Linked DNA regions of Bombyx mori: region 1 is linked to region 2. The links are chromatin contacts, called in public Hi-C maps. All regions are on one chromosome and are shown on one strand. Each heading gives the region's core, a stretch centred on a gene start, on an enhancer-like site or on the middle of the called end of the contact. The rest is flanking DNA. Distances are from core to core; before and after follow the strand shown.

What was found. A called contact is a pair of places that touch in the nucleus more often than the background predicts.
Region 1: a contact with region 2 is called in a Hi-C map of midgut, with 1.6 times the contacts expected there. The contact joins the promoter of LOC101741553 here to the enhancer-like site in region 2. A contact is called at or near these places in 2 of 7 Hi-C or Micro-C datasets (midgut and whole pupa).

The regions. Positions count from the first base shown.
Region 1 is chr10:14,269,362-14,272,569 of ASM3026992v2, reverse strand. LOC101741553 (rho GTPase-activating protein 21) reads left to right here and starts at 1,616. Exons shown (of 22, transcript XM_062670701.1): 1 at 1,616-2,047. The coding sequence starts at 2,023. LOC134199555 (a long non-coding RNA gene) reads right to left here and starts at 1,261. Exons shown (of 2, transcript XR_009974100.1): 1 at 954-1,261; 2 at 1-65. It overlaps -w-2 (scarlet), which reads left to right. Exons shown (of 14, transcript NM_001256993.2): 14 at 1-176. The coding sequence ends at 92.
Region 2 is chr10:14,214,507-14,217,678 of ASM3026992v2, reverse strand. All of the region lies in intron 1 of LOC101741553 (rho GTPase-activating protein 21), which reads left to right. Among protein-coding and RNA genes, the nearest start is that of TRNAE-CUC, 25 kb to the left of the region's middle. Within about 2 kb of position 1,593, at least 2 of the 8 cell types and tissues checked have open chromatin away from gene starts, as enhancers often do.

The DNA of each region.
Region 1 (3,208 bases), core at 367-2,866, 55 kb before region 2:
TCTGGCTGGATATATCGGCGTTGCTGCTGCTCTACATCACCTTCCATCTCCTCGCGCTGCTGGCCCTTAGATACAGAACGAGAAGAAAATGATCTACACTGCACGAAATGTTCGGGGTTATAACGATTAAATGTGATGTAAATATTTTTAAATAAATAAATACCTCTTTTATGTTATTGGTTTTTTTTTGCTTGATTGTTTCGAGACTGGTTGTTTTTTTTTACTGCTTAGATGGGTCGACGAGCTCACAGCCCACCTGTTAGGTGGTTACTGGAGCCCATAGACATCCACAACGTAAATGCGCTACCCATCTTGAGATATAAGTTCTAAGGTCTCAAGTATAGTTACAACGGCTGCCCCGCCCTTCAAACTGAAACTACGTGGTGGTACCCACCCGCGCGGACTCACAAGAGGTCCTATCAACAGTGAATCAACCGACCCTTAACTGATCAACTTTAGAAGACATCAAATTGTTATTACAGTTGTAGTGGCCTAAAGTAAAAGTCGCCCGGTGTACTCATATCGGGCGATACGACTGTGTCCGGGTAAAAATCCTACAGATTGAGTTTATTGTAGGTATTATAATTTAGAGACAGCGATTTAGAACTCATGACTCGGTGGACTGTATTTATATTGTTGATGTCTATGGGCTTTGGTAAGCACTAAAGGCCAGGAAAGCCGATGTCAGCTTGTTCACCCAACTAAGCAATAAAAAAGACTATCAAGTTTTCCAAGGAAATGCGTACATGTAATACGTTTTGTAAATACCTATCTAACCCGTAATCTACAAAATTAGGCGAAGAACTATTTTCACCTGTTTTCTTTAACAACTTTACGAATTGTTTTCGTTTAACACTTATCGAGGAGCTTTGGACCTTTTCATTAAAAAAAAAAACTTCGAAAATGCTTGTTTAAATTTTATCTTAAACATTATGTTAGGGGAAATTTTTCACCTTGCGGATAGTGTTACTCGCTATCTCGACTCTTATCACTCAGAGCGACATCTCGGACATCTCTGAGCAGTCGTTGTAATTCTAGTCTGATTCGATCAAATCTTCTGAAGCTTGCTAAGACTACAAATCATCCGCTTCAGACGTCTTTCTTCTTCAAGCGATCCAGGTCATGTAGCCACCGGTACCCAGATACAGATATATCGAACGGTTCACCGACAACTTCACATTGCCCTTCTTTATTGGAGGAATAGGAAACATAATCCAATCTACGCTTTAAAAGTTGAACAATCCACCAAGAAAAGGGTACCTATGTGTTGTCAAAGTCAGAAAAAGCAATAACCTCTAAAGAAAGATTGACCTACGAGAAAAAATATATTACTGTGAATTCATGGAACATTTTTTAAAAAATGTTTATGTCTTGTGTATTGCTAAGAATATTAAGGTCGTTAATTTAAAAATGCATTATTTTATTTAAACATTAACACAACAATCAATAATATATTATAGTGAGATAATTAGCACACCTGCCATCTACACGTGAAACATGTTAAGTAATGTTAAAGTGAAACAAAACTAGACTTAGTTCTATTAAACTTCAGTAGATGGCAGCACGTCTGCCATTGTTTTTGTACCTGTCCTAACCGGCAAGCAACGGCTGCGTCGCCGCGCGCAAGCGTAGTTCGAATTCATCCGCCATATTCGTCGTGTCAGACGGCGTGCAGCGCACGGCTGTTACATGTTTTGTCGTAAAATGCATTAATTCTATGACACAGAGTCTTCAATGGTGCTTGTTTTATACAACCTATATAATAAATATGCGATCTGATGGACTTCTGCATGGATACTCGCGTCGTTTGTTAACTAATAAACGTGCATCGAACTGTGCATTCGTGTGTTTATGATAACAGAATATTAACAGTACGTAATCCGCGGTTGTGTATTTTTTTTAAATAATCCCGTAGTTTTTTTGTGAAGGCTTAGTGGTATTATGCAACGTGACATTCCTGTGGCCTTCGATTAATGTGACCGTGTTGAAGGTGCTATTTGAGGTTAAAATGCAGCTTGGATTATGAGCGATAGCGCCGAGCCATCAGGTTAGTAAGACATTATTTTATCTGAACCGATAGCGCGAAGTGCTTATTTATCGTGTGTCCTACATTCGTCTCGTCACAATATTTACCCGAACCACTATGTGACATCCTTGACGAATTTTGTTTTAATAAATGTCTCAACATAATGTAACCTCAAGTTAAGTTCTGAATTCGAAATGTCCAAAGGTTAAAAGAGAGGAACTTCGAAGCAATATAATCCGATCGCCTGGATTGTCTTACAGAATGTCGTAAAGTTATCGAATATACCTTCTACAATTGTTAAAAACTCGTTCGTTTCTTCAATCGAGCAAGAGGACAGGCGGCTTGTTGCCGGTCGAGGCAACGGTCCGCGGCATCCGTACGCGTTGGCGGGCTCGGCACGGCCGCTCGCCAAGGGAATGCAACCTCAAAGGAATCACAAAAGGACCAACGAGAAACAAGGACGAACTTTTTAATCAACCAAATCTTTTTATTGAATCGTTTATCGTCTTTCGATAGTGGAATGCATTCAAGTTCATTGGCATTGGGCATTTCGAGTCGACGAAATCTTGGGCTATGGAAATGTTTACAATAACGTTAAAACAGAAATAGGTGGTTTGCTTTACATGTAAACTGGACTATAAACTGAAGCTAACTAATGTAAACACAATTAATACTTATTTTAGTAAACAGGGATAAATGTATCTCACAGGTATAAATGTACATAAATACAATTATGTTAATTTTAATTAATATCTAAACGCCATAGAATAAGTTTGTTTTAGAATGATGTCAGTGATTTCGTCAATACATTGAACGCCTATCTAAATCGTAAATATTGTAAATTATAAATTCATATTTAATTATTTAGAAGAACACCTACGATTCTTACTTTCAAACCAGTTTTTCAAGTTCCGACATTTGCTTTATAGTTTAGAGAATTCTATTGTTTCACTCATCGTAACTTTGGTTTGTAGCAATAAAGTAATGCACCACCTGATAATTATCTATCATTCATGTTGATGATTGCTTATGTTTTGACGACGATAGCCAACTTTTAAGCTCATCAAACGTAACTGGTTGCCATTATTTAGAGACTAGCAAAATTAGAAGCACAGCCAGTAGCTGTGCCTATTGTCATCGGTTCTCTTTCATCCCCGCTTAAAAAGAACATATCCGACCGAT
Region 2 (3,172 bases), core at 344-2,843:
CGTTTGAATCAAGAAACAAAGGAAAAACCTTGCATGTTTTTCTCAACATTCGGCATTACACACACTATTTGACCTCGAATACTCTATTAGTCTTAATTAGTTTGTAACTAGATATAGCCGCGCGTATTGGATCAGATCAGAATTGATTGATGACCGTTCATTGTTCTATTTAATTACGAATTATGATTCATTAAAACGCCGGATGCTTTTCTTCTATGAAAATTAAGTGCAGTACACACACACGGTGTCTTGAAGTTTTTTTTTCTTTACTTTTAAAAAAACACGTCTCTTTTATCGGACCTTCTGCGGCTTCAACTGGTTTTTGAATTCGAAAATAATATCAAGATAATAAAAAATATAATATCAAAATAAAAGAAATGGCGTGACGATTTCAAAGTACGTGAATCTTTGAATATACATATATCTATTGATTCCCATAAGCATAGATCTGTGCGTAATTAAAATGTAACTAAAACTATTGTGGACAAACCTTAAATTGATAAAACTAGCGTGACCGCGCTAAATGTCAGCTATGAGATAGTGATATTAACAGTGTTATAAGTAGTACATATGTACTATCCTTGACCTTTGACTTTGTTGTTTATTACTAGACAATTACAATGCAAGAAAGAAAATATGTTATGAACTCAGAGTTAAACATTAATGCCGAATTGAAAATGATTTGCTTTAGGCATAGCGAAATGAGGAATATGTCTGCCTTCTTAATATTCAATTCTTAAATTGTCATTTAAATACATTACATAAAAAAAAACTATTACTACCTGTAAATTCGATTGTATTTCTGTATAGCTGCTGCATGATTTTGAATAATGAAAACTAGGTTCAACCATTGAAGAAGTGCGTTCTGAATTACGTTGCGTTAGTAATATTGAGCTTGCCAAAATATTAAAAGAAAACAGAAAGCTGTCGAGAATATTAAAATTGACAGACACTCGCTGTGAAGACAACGCGACTAATTAACCGAGTTTCTGGAAGATATTTCAAAAGTTATTTGTATTTAAAAATAAATAAATGTTTTATGAAGTCTTTACGTAACCTATAAAAAGTAAGTTATCACTACATAGTATAAAACAACGTCGCTTTCTCTATCCCTATGTATGCTTAAATGTTTAAAACTACGCAACCGATTTGATGCGGTTTTTTTAAATAAATAGAGTGATTGAAGAGGAAGGTTTATATGTATAATAACATCCATTAAATAGTGAAGAAATCAATAATGAATTACAGTTTCCGAAGCGAAGCGAAGCGAGGGCGGGTCGTTAGTATTAGAATAAAACGCTTCGTCCAAAAAACAACACTTCATGCAAAAAGCAAAAAATATATGATTCTTATCGAATAAAAGTTAATAAAGATGCTTAAAGAAAGCTTCAAGTGCCAGCAAGACGAGAACAGTATCGTTAATAAATTGCGAAACAAAAGTGTCCCATGTATTACCAATAACGACAAGCAATCATCGTATCTGACAGCGCTTTTAAGCCTAATATTTTCATACAATGCCCCATAACTTGCAGCGAGGACGAGATTATATCGTTTGCTCACGCGATCGCCGATCGCCGAGTCGACTCGGGCCTGTCGTGAGAAAATCGTAACAACTACATACGTGCGTGCGTATTTGTTCGGAGCGTGCTGCCGATTTCATGGGAAGCGGCCCGTGAAAAATTTATATTTGTTTTGGCGAGTGTTTTTTTTTTTAAGATTATGAATAAACTTGAAAAAAAAAACATTGAAATGTTATCTGCACGTAAATTAACAGAGTTCAGTCAAAAAATTCTTACTCGTCTTAAAAATACGAAAGTGACTATTTGTCTGTTACGCTTTTGCGCCTGAACCGGTTTTGACGAAATTCGGTATGGAAATAGAGTGAACTCTGGAAAAGAATGTAGGGTGCCTTTTAACCCACTACAGAGCTCTGTTAGTGGGTTGTTCTGGGAGTATAAATGAACTAAAGTGTATTCTATACTAATATATAAATCTACAGTGGTTTTTACGGATGTTTCGTTATAACTACTGAACTTTGCATCCGATTGACTTGAAACTTGGTATCCATATAGAAAATACATGTACTGAATGGATAGGGTAATGTTTGTATGAGTTTTGGACTCCCTAATAACAAATTAATTTTAAATGCCCAGCGAAGCGGACGAGTAAGGCTAGTAAAGTATAAAAATCGCTTCAATTAACTCTTCAAATAAAAATAAATAAAAAATCATGTAATCTATCCGCTGGTAGCCCAAGAGACTATTCCAGCTACCGACGGGTAGGTGAGCTCACAGACTCAATCCCAAAGAATTTGCTAACAATAGCAGGAAGAGCAGCAATCCAACCAACAGATCGGAATCGCGACCCACTAAGAAGATCTGGTGTGAGATTCGGTGGGCTATTAATTCCTCCTTACGTAGCTATCTGAAAACCGAAGATAGCGACCTACATAGATTGTCTATTTTGTAGCCAGGTGGCATTATTTTAACAAATGAAGATAACCTTTAACTAGGCCAAACTAGGTCGTGAAATATCTGACCGACAATTTACTTTTCTCGAGTTCTGTTCTCTATACGTGACAATCAGTGTTTATTACATATATGTACTACAAGACCTCAGTGAAATTATCTTACTCAAAAGAATTGAAAAAAAATACCAACACCACGAATAGTGCTTAAATTTATTCACGATAAGACTGCATCTTTTGACTTACAATGTAAACAGAACCCGAAGTATGTAGATGGTTCGAAATAGTGCCAATCGCGCTACCTTTAAGGTTCTAAATAGTGTGTAACCGTTAACTAAGTGTGTGGACATTAGCGATGGTAATGACCCGTCGTAAAGTGAAACAAATGTATGTAATAAAAAGTAACATTCTCTCAAATAAAAATAATGAGCTTTAGTGTTTAAAAATTTGTGGATTCAATCAAATATACTAACCATTGTCGTCGTCTTTAATGACACCAAGAATTTCTATTACAGAAAACCATAGTACTATATACAGAATTAACTCTCTGTGTTTGTTTCATCAGTTCTTCTCAAACTGTTGCTATTTTTCAGAACCGGTGATTTGAACATGTTTTTTTTTAGATTTAACAAGTACGGATATATATAATGACTTAGTTGAAATAAATGATCTCAATTTGAATATTCATAAAAATAATGTTAAGAC